3 separate regions of the Anas platyrhynchos genome follow, and all the other regions are linked to region 1. The links are chromatin contacts, called in public Hi-C maps. All regions are on one chromosome and are shown on one strand. Each heading gives the region's core, a stretch centred on a gene start, on an enhancer-like site or on the middle of the called end of the contact. The rest is flanking DNA. Distances are from core to core; before and after follow the strand shown.

What was found. A called contact is a pair of places that touch in the nucleus more often than the background predicts.
Region 2: a contact with region 1 is called in a Hi-C map of F5 follicle, with 3 times the contacts expected there. The contact joins the promoter of FARP1 here to the enhancer-like site in region 1. A contact is called at or near these places in 2 of 8 Hi-C or Micro-C datasets (F5 follicle and small yellow follicle).
Region 3: a contact with region 1 is called in a Hi-C map of liver, with 2.2 times the contacts expected there. The contact joins two enhancer-like sites. A contact is called at or near these places in 2 of 8 Hi-C or Micro-C datasets (liver and small yellow follicle).

What each region holds. Positions count from the first base shown.
Region 1 is chr1:152,709,875-152,713,177 of IASCAAS_PekinDuck_T2T, forward strand. All of the region lies in intron 2 of FARP1 (FERM, ARH/RhoGEF and pleckstrin domain protein 1), which reads right to left. Among named protein-coding and RNA genes, the nearest start is that of FARP1, 110 kb to the right of the region's middle. Within about 2 kb of position 1,772, at least 4 of the 8 cell types and tissues checked have an H3K27ac peak or open chromatin away from gene starts, as enhancers often do. A contact at or near this core is called in F5 follicle and small yellow follicle, where this site is marked.
Region 2 is chr1:152,822,456-152,825,758 of IASCAAS_PekinDuck_T2T, forward strand. FARP1 (FERM, ARH/RhoGEF and pleckstrin domain protein 1) reads right to left here and starts at 1,705. Exons shown (of 27, transcript XM_072032447.1): 1 at 1,379-1,705.
Region 3 is chr1:152,803,878-152,807,180 of IASCAAS_PekinDuck_T2T, forward strand. All of the region lies in intron 1 of FARP1 (FERM, ARH/RhoGEF and pleckstrin domain protein 1), which reads right to left. Among named protein-coding and RNA genes, the nearest start is that of FARP1, 19 kb to the right of the region's middle. Within about 2 kb of position 1,719, at least 1 of the 8 cell types and tissues checked has an H3K27ac peak or open chromatin away from gene starts, as enhancers often do.

The DNA.
Region 1 (3,303 bases), core at 522-3,021:
CTGCTTCACCGCTCCATTACCCGTACAAAATGTCCAAGCTCGGAGATTCCTAAGATATCTGCTTTCTGTCACTCAGATAGAGGCCTCGAATATCAAAGGCGAGTAACACCACGTTATTATCACAAGGGCATTAACACAGTCTCTGAAACAGCTTTTATGGCCTCTATTTTGTTTTAACGTGCTATCCTGTTTTCTGTTACACTCTGCTTAAAAACACATGTCGGACAGGCCTAGATATTGCGATCTGGGCTCTGGGCAGAGCATTTAAAATAAATCTTTGGGCACAGCAGATTTATAAAGGAGTGACCGAGCTGCTTTTAAGGCCAGAGTACGGCGGTGCAGTGTTAGGTACCGCCCCGGTACGGATGAGCTTTATCAGGAACAACAGGCTTGGTGGGAAACAAGCATCCTCTGTTCGGGGTACGTCAAAGAGAAGTCTTTGGGGATGTGCTATCAGAAGTCAAACAGCAGGCTGGCACAATACCACTATTTTGAAGACGTTTTCAGTCCCAGGTTGAGTTCCTCCAGAAACAGAGTTTTAATTCATTTGGCCCTAAGGGGAATGCGTGTAACTGGGAAAGGTTTTGATCCTATCTAATCCGTGATTTTTTTTTTCCCCTTAGTGATAAAAACAATCCCTTAAAGATGCCACGCATCTCATTTTAATTCCGTATTTACAAACATGTTTATTCATTGTTAATATTAATGTAATTTCCAGATTCCTAGGCTGTGCGACAGTGAGACTTTTATTTACAGCACAACAACCTAATTGGATGCTACAAGTGATTATTTCGGGGATGCCACTAGAGTACAGCAATTAAGACTGTCACAGAATTGTTATCTGCCAGGGATTGTCAGAAATAAACTTCTCCGTCCTCTGATTTTTATTTTAAGGGTAAATCTAGATCAACCCCACCTAACTTTAAGTACTTAATTGAGGTGCCTAAGGGGGAAGAGTAAGTTTCTTAGGCTCCTATCTAATCAACAGTAGGGAAAAAAGGAGCTTCCAGGCTACGCATCAGTCAACCCAAAAATCTGAATCATCTGGGAGGTGGTCTCGCTTCCTCCAGTTTCATAATCAAGAGTAACTACAGCTGATACATCTGACTGAAGGACAGTTTTCCATGGAATGTATTCTTTACAGTTTTTTAGTTGAAAAAGAAAAAAAAAAAAAAAGAATGGAGAAACCTCTAAAACATAAAGAGGTTCGGGTCTAGTAAAAACGGAATTTTGGCTCCTACAAGAAGCTGAAGAGATGTTTCAGAAAGTTGCCAAGATAAAAGCAGATTTTTCCCACTCCTTCCTTAGCTGGGCGCTGAGACTTCCTCAGCAGAAAGCAAAGGGAGATGAAACTCAGCACATCCTTCATCCTTACCTATTTAGAAAGTGTGTAGGTCATCCAGGAGAACCCCAACCCTCAAGTGAAGTTCTGGGTCAGCACACACACACTCTTTGGTCATTTCCACTGAAACGCTATCTCACTGCCAACTTCAGAAATGATCTTTCTTCAGCACAATTTACTCAGAGAAGCCAGGCTACCCTATCAGACTCAGGATAAATTGCCATAGGGAAAGAATTTCGGCACACAGACAACACCACAATGGCATTGAGCTGCGATATTTCTACGATACTTGCATACTTTTGGGTGTCTTTTTCCTCGTTTCTAATCAAAATGTCTCCTAATGCTTGACAAAGAACATCACAAGACTAAACCAGAGAGAGCCATAACTCTGACTGGCACGAAGGAGCCGCTGTTATCAGCTCTTGCTTTGCTAGACTGTAAATATTTAGTAAATTGGGGGCTAAAATTACTATGCTGAACAGCTTGAGACACCTTTTCTACTCCCACATATCAAACAAGGTCTTGGCCAGAGGAATGGCATCGGCTTTGCCTCCTGGGTAATTCATTACAACCAACATATCACAACTGTAAGCAGGCTGCAACCTATTAAAGCCAGGAAAAGGTGAGTTATGATCATCATGGTCAGCAGCTTTTCCTCCACAGGGCATGCACTCCTTGAGCACAACGTAGCATGATTCCCCGGCCCTGCAACGAGGTGTTCTTTATCTCCAGTTACGTGCTGATCAGTTGAGATGCAGACGCTATTTAATAGGACTTATGTTTCCCCCCATGACCCCTCAGAGCCTCATTTGGGTTGAGGTTCACTCCCCTTTTAGCTACAATTAAGCATCCAGTTGCACTGGACTTCCTCTGCAGCAGCAGGGTACTTTCAGAGGAAAACTCAGGCCAGCCAAAACTGAGCAGACAAACTTGGCCTTCATCTCACTGCTACTTTATTTCCCCCCTGGACTGCACTATCTGTAACCTGGTAGTATGCTTACTTCTTGTTATCATTAACATTCATGAGGTATTTTGTCTACTGTGCTGCTAGGAACCAGATAAGTGCCTACACCAAAGATATTATGCATAGCTGACATCATCAGCATATTTTAAACTGTCTCCCGAAACTGAATTAATAAAATCGCTGGGCTACTAAAGACAAACATTTCCCAATAAAAAATGTAGTTCATCCCCATTAAGCTGCTCTCACCAGCAGCTAATTCAGGATATCCTGATGTTAAATCAAATACCTGAGGAAGGGCTTACATTTATTTTCGAGGGATGCTGAATAGATTTGGATGTGCATCCTTGCCAAGAGATTTATTATTAGGGTTAGCCTTACACCGAGTGATTTTAAGAGCTTGAAAGATCAAAAGATCTGCTGAGGTCACCTCTCTGACATCACATGTGGATCCAATACTCACAAATTCCACAGACCACATGCTTGCTGATGTGCAAAAAGCCATTCATCTTGAAGGCAGTGCAGACATGAACTTGCCCCATCAACCGCGCCTCTTCCCCAAAAGCATGACAGGCTCTCTTCTGCTCCCACTAATTACTCTTAAAACTCATTTTGCTCCTCACAACTACTGCCAGCAGTGACTCCAAATGTTCCTGCATACAGTTTTACTTAAGGCAGCAAGCACGTTAAAAGCAATGGCTCTCTCTTTGGGTGAACTGTGGGCTGGGGATTTGGCTCATGCAGAGAGCTCCCCAAGCTGTGCTGGTGGCCAAGAAGGGAATTCAATTCACCTCTCTTACTCCATTGCCACTTGAGGGAGCCTTTCCCATGACCCCGGAATCAGATGTTCAAACAACTAAATTTGGGTGAGATTGATCTTGCTCTGGAAGATTTTATGCTCTGGCACACTTTTTGCTTGTGATTTTTCCAGGACGAGATAGGACGCATGTGAGTTGAGGGGAGAACAGAAAAAGACAGATTCTCACTAAGCTGTCTGTTT
Region 2 (3,303 bases), core at 455-2,954, 110 kb after region 1:
AATCTTCTTTCAAAAAGAAAAAAAAAAAAAACGGGTCATAAGTACCAAGTTTTAAGACACTGATTGCACAATGACTAATGAACTGTGTCAACTTGAGGAAGAAAAAAAAAGAGGGAAAAAAAAGATTTCTGATTTGAAAGCCAGCCATTAAGCAAAAGTCAGGCTTTGCTGTCCCACATTCGGTCTCTTACCAACTTTTGACGTTTTGAAGCCGCGTGTCACGGCGTGTGGAGCCTGCTGCCCACTCTCCTCGTGTACTTGCCTCAGCCAAGACAACAGAGCGCAGGAGAAAAAAATGATTTAATTGCTCATCCTGACGACTTTGCAAAAGGCAAGCAGAGCAGTCCAGCTTTCTAACCCCTTCCCACGAGGCCGACAGCTGGCCCTGCTGCCAACAGCCCCTTCCACGGCTAGATTTGAGCTTCGGTCTGCAGGGAAAAAAACGAACCAGGCGTCTGGGCAGACTTACCAGCATCGAAACTTGCAAGAATAGCAGTGGTGCGTTAGGTACAAGCCCTCATCCTCGCTGTTTAGGGGAAAAGGAGGCTCTGGAGCCGAAGCACGGCCACCAGAGCGGTGGATTAGCGAGGCAGGAGGCCACGGGGGATCCCGGCCCATGGACTACCCGTCCCGGCGTGCACCCGCTGGCGGCCCTTGGAGCACACGTGCGGTGGGGCTAAGAGGATTCCCCGCTCTCGGAGAGCTCCAGCCCGAGCCAGACACCGCGGATCTCCAGCGGAGGGGACGGAAAATAAAGAAATGGGAATAAAAAATGGGGTCTTGATTCAGAAGCAGGTCTGGGGCTCTGCTCAGGCGGACCGAGCAAAGAGTTGTATTGCTGCTGGCTCGACGCCAGTGTCAACCGCCCCGCTGTAAATACGGGCTGCGAGCGACACAAGGAGCAAGAGTCAAAGTGGCTGGGAGAGCGCCGGGAGCAGGCACAGCACCCAGCGGGGACATCGTCCTGCCACTGCCACCGAGGGGACCCCGCGCAGAGCCCCGCGCCGCCCGCTTCATTTATGTCACGCCAGCAACTTCAATAAAATAAAAATAACCACAAAACCACCTCGGCAGAGTTTGTGTGCTTTAAAATAAAACAGAGAAGCAGCGAAGACAAGGCCCACACCCCACCAGCTCCCACTCCGGACACGAACTCGCGACCCCCCCCCCCCACGGGGGGACCCCCCTGGGACGGGCGCGGCACCCACGGGTGCCCCCCTGGGCAGCCCGGGGGGGCGAACAAAAGCCCCCTGTGCCGCTCTAATGGGATTTAATGGGATTAAGCCGGGCTGAGCAGAGCCCTCGGGGCGCTGTCAGCGGCCGGGGAAGGGGCGGCGGGGCCGGGGGCGCCGCTCCCGGTGCCATTGTTCGCCCTTACCGTGTGCGGGGCGGGGGCTGCCGGGGCTCCTCGCTGAGGCTGCTGCGGGGGCAGTGGCGCTCGGCTCGCCGGAGGTCCGAGCCATTAAAAGCTCCGCGGGGAGGAGAAGGAGGAGAAGGCGGCGGGAGGAGGAGGAGGAGGAGGAGAAGGAGGAGAAGGAGGGCAGCGGGGGGCTCGCAGGAGCAGGGGCGCCATGTCCGGCTGTGCAGGGGGAGCCCGGCTCTGCCGCCCGCCGGGGAGCGCAGCTGAAAGGGGGCGAGGCGGCGGGGGGCAGCCCCTGCTGCCGCCTGCAGCCCGGGGGGAGAGGGAAGGGGAAGGGAAGGGAAGGGAAGGGCGGCCGCGCCTCCCCTAAGCCTGCCTCCGCCCGGAGGGGGAGCCGCCGGCGGCAGGAGGCGGCCGAGAGCCCCCTCCAGCGACCGCGGGAGGCGGCGGCGCCTCGCCATGGCCGCCCGCCCGGCCCGCCGCCGGCATGAGGGGAGCCGGGCACGGCGTGAGGGGAGCCCGGCTGGGACCCCTCGGTTCTCCCCGGCCCTGAAATTCAACAGAAATAAAGGCTGGGTGTGCCAAGGGGAACTCCGGGCGAGGGCTGGGGATGGGGACTACGCCTCTTGCAGAGCCGCTGCACATGCATTCCCTCAGAGAAGAAATAAAGCTGTGGCAAAGGAGCTCCCAAATACACCCAGGACCAACACAACCGACTGCAGACAGCGGCTCTTAAAACACCACTGTCCGTTTCTTAAAGCGTTAGGATGTGTCTCCCTTTTTGGCCTTTTCCTGCCTTTTCCACAGTATTTTTTTTCCTGAAGATGACTGGGGGGTAGTCAACACAAATGGGTGTTGCAGAGGAAACGCTTCAGGCCTTAGAAGTTCTCTCACGGACTCGGGAGGGAGCAATAAACTAATTGTGTATTTATAAAGTTACCGTCCTGAGCACCCAGCAGCTGTAGACCATTTGAGGAGCCCAACCGCTATCCCCGGATAGCATATTTTCATCGCTGCAGTAAAGACAAAAGATACGTGAACACCATAAATATTGTCTCCTCCAAGCCTTGCCCTTGCCAAATCCCCCAAAGACAGATTCCTCTGCTGTCAACAGCAATGCCTCTATGCACAAACACCTCACGACAGATACCTTGGTGTATCTGTAAAAATACGCCAGCCAACCTCATGAGATCGAGAGATCTCCGTTTCTTAGGTCAGCCCCAAAACCGCAGCAAAGTACATGGGTTATTGGCTGAAAGGCTGGAAATTGCCCTTAGCTGCCAATACATGATAAGGCAGTAATTACTGTCATATTCCCCCAGACTTTTTCCCACACAAAACACATGGTCTGTCAATAGAAGACCAAGAGGAATGGCTACCTGCAATTCTAACAAATCCATGATTAAAAACACAGGCATAATTAATAATTTTTTTTTTTCCCAAATACTTTGTCAGCAGCTTTAACCGCTCATGAAGGTGTTGTTGCAGTAAGAGCAGTACCACAAGGGTCAGCTGTAGTAATATTTAGAATTTCCTGGTGCTTTTTTATGTAGGCTTCCAAATCTCTGATGCCTCACTCACACCTAACAAAGAGTTGTTGTAATCGACATCACACGGGTGAGGTCATCTTCAGTGCCTTCCAAGTTTGAGTGACCTTGAAGCTTTTCTCCCTGCTAAACAGAAGTAGCAGGTTGCCCTGCGGCTACTGATCATTTACTGCTGAGCTCCAAAAAGCAACAGTAAAATATTAGCTTGCATGGTAAGCTTACCGAGCCATCAATGACACAAAACACTTTGGTCATTTCTCCAGAAGCCACAGACGAGCTTGTGTCTGGTTTATTTACTTGAGTCTTCTTGAGTCTTCTGGAAATATCAAGCACAATTAGTGACTGACATCTAAACAGACTTATTGACTGTTTTTCACAGTGTTTATCTAGTAGTCA
Region 3 (3,303 bases), core at 469-2,968, 94 kb after region 1:
ATGTTGTGAAGGCAGAAATTTAAAACAGATTAGTGCGTGATTGATGAATTTAGAAAGGAAAGTCTGTCAAGAGCTCTTAAACAAAGGTGCAGACATGACTTTCATGCTCTGAGTCCTTGAACTGGAGCCTGCCAAAAGCTGGGAGGGATTGCTGTCTTACTAAGACTTTTCCCCCAAGCATTACTACTGGCTGCTGGTAGAGGTAGGATGCAGGGCTAAACCAGATCTCTGGCTGGAATAATTGGGGCAAAATCTTATGTTCCAGGTCCAGGAATCTTCAGCAGATTGCGCAGCCCTGGGAAACCCATTTTTTTCATGCTCATCTCCCCAGGTTGTGAGGAATCATCTATAAGCAGCACCTGCTGAAGCCACAAAACAAAGGTTTGCTTCCTTTGGATTAGCTGTGGCTAACCCAAAAACTTCACCGACATTGAACAAGAAAATTAACTAACTTCTGTTTCATGTCCTGGCACCAAAAGCCTCATTAGAGCCAAGTTACACAAGATCTCCCGTCTCCCACTTCAGTCGGCCCAGTTAAATTACGGTGCTGTGCTGGCAAATCTGAAAGCCATTTGAGAAGCTGCACAGCCTTTGAAAAGCAGTAGCAGGAGGGGATGAGGAAGATGAAGGAGGAAGAAGAAACAGTCCATTCTTCTCCTGCAGGGACTTAGAAGCTGATCAGCAAGGGAAGGCACTACAGACAGCATTAAAGCTTGTTCTGCCTTCATGTCCCCTACCACTCACGCAGCTCTCCTCCCAAGAATCTCCTAAAATGGCTGGCTGGCAAACTATGAACCTGGAAGATGACAACAGAAGGGCCTCTTTATGAGATTTATGAAGCACTAACAGATTTGTGCTGCCACTCATACGGTGAGATATAACCCCACTTGCACAGCCTTACCACCACATTACAAATACAACTGTATTTTGTGCCTAGCAGCTAACCCGACAGATTTCTCATCTGTTGTTAAAAACACACTTGAAGTGCCCTAAAGAAAGCATGTGAACTTTGGGTCTCATTCAGAAATACTCAGTGTGCATCCAGGGAGTAATAAATTCCTATTGCTCAGTATCACCCATTTTTGGCTCAAGAACGTAGAAAATACTAGGAGCCGTGGTGTGCTTTTTCTCTGGAGAGAAACTGCAAGAGCTGAAACACAGGGAAAATCCTCCCCCTGAAACACGCTGGGGATCAATCACAAAGAAACCTTCAGGAACCTTCGGTTCCTGCTGGTTCCTACCACAGGCTTACATGGGAGCAGTTGCCCACATTTTCCTCTTCCTAAGCTGAAGACAACAGTAGCCCTAACTCTTAACACAATTTGAAGTACATCCAAGCAGCCTGTTAAACACCAAACACTGAGGTGCCTCATGCTGTTGCGTGAAGAGGCCAACCCTCCCTTGTCAGAGGGCAGCTCGGTTGTCTCAGCTCAGAGATTACCCCACAAATATCAATCCAGGCACCCAGACGACTTCTCCAGTGACTCTCCTTGACTTCAAAGCAGCATCTAGTTATAGAGATAACTAGTCAAGTTATATCGCCAACTCTTCCAGAGCACCAACACATAGCTGCCGCTCTGCCTCTTGTGCTAACACTGAGTTACCACAACGCTCTGCCTCATCGACACATTTCTGCAAAACCGTAGAAGCATCTAGGACTACATCTCTAGTCTAGCTCTCAGTACCTCCTCTCTCTCTCTCTCTACATGTCCCTGAGTTATCACTAATTCTGAAACTAAGGACATTGAGGCCCTGGAGTGTGTCCAGAGCAGGGCCATGGAGCTGGTGAAGGGCCTGGAGCACAAGGCCTGTGAGGAGCGGCTGAGGGAGCTGGGGGTGTTTGGTCTGGAGAAGAGGAGGCTCAGGGGAGACCTCACTGCTCTCAGTAATTAGTGACAGGACCAGAGGGAATGGCCTCAAGTTGCTCCAGGGGAGGCTCAAGTTGGCAATGAGGAGACATTTCTGCTCAGAAAGAGCAGTCAGGCATTGGGACGGGTTGCCCAGGGAGGTGGTGGAGTCACTGTCCCTGAGGGTGTTCAAGGAAAGGTTGGACGTGGTGCTTGGGGACATGGCTTAGTGGGTGACATTGGTGGTAGAGGGATGGTTGAACCAGGTGATCTTGGAGGGCTTTCCCAACCCTAATGATTCTATAATAAAGCAAAAGCACTGCTGCTTTGTTTCTGAACAGGCAAAATGAGGCATGTCCCCACAAACATTTCACTGGTACTATGCTGGAACTTCTCAGTGCTAAAAGAGATCAGAATACGTGACTCCAGATCATTCAACAGCAGGTAATTTATTATTCCAGGGCCACTTTTAGCCAACCAGTCCAACTGGACAGAGACTGGCTATTAAATGTCGTGACCTGAACTTTCCTATCAACACCCAGAATCACGCTGTTTCAGCTACGGGATCCCCAGGCACTTCCAATCCTAAACAGATTTAGGAAAAACAGACTTCATTAGTACGGTCATCTGTTTATTCCAACCAGAAGATATTTGAAAGCCCTTACAAAATGAAGAACAGGCCAGTTTTTCCCTCGGGCCACTTAGCAGGTCAGTAGTTACCTTGTTCCATGCTCCTGTGCTTTCAACACTAACTCTTCCCCTTTTCTACTAAACATATATTCAAAATCAGCCTTAACAACTTCCTCTGCATTACAGACCTTTTGAAGTTAATGTCAAGATATATTTGTCCGTCCCGTTTTTTTTTTCAGCCCCTGAAATTCCTCTCATGTTTCCAATTTCAGCAGCTTATGATCCTGGTATTATTCAAACAAACCCTAGGAAGGAATGGAAATAATGCTGCACCAAGCTTCACGGCTCTCTGCAAGACCTCCTCACCAGCAGGAATCTCCACCATGGTCGTTCCCTTTGCCCAGACATATTCCTGACATGTTTGGTGTTACGCACCATTGCCTGGAGAGTTTTTCTGGGGGTACTGACCCTCCTGCCCTGTTTGTTTCTATATACAGCCTCTAGATTTTGCTCCTCTGAACTGCTGGAGGTTCAACACAGAGTATCTACCAGGTGTCTCTGCAATCACCAAGCCTTTTCCCTGTACAGGTTCAATTAGCAAGTCAAGACACTGTAGCTAAGAATGCTTTTCAGGCAAATTTGCTAAACCATCTTGGTGTCAATAACAGACCAGTTACTGTCATAAAGGACAGGATTTTTAAATATTCTTCTATCTGCCTTTCAGGAATTACTCAGTCAGACAATGAAGCCCACCACCAGCAGTGCTGCAACTGCTGAGCACAAGCCTCTGTGTTTGGTCTGACAAGACCTTTGTTAAGGAAAAAAA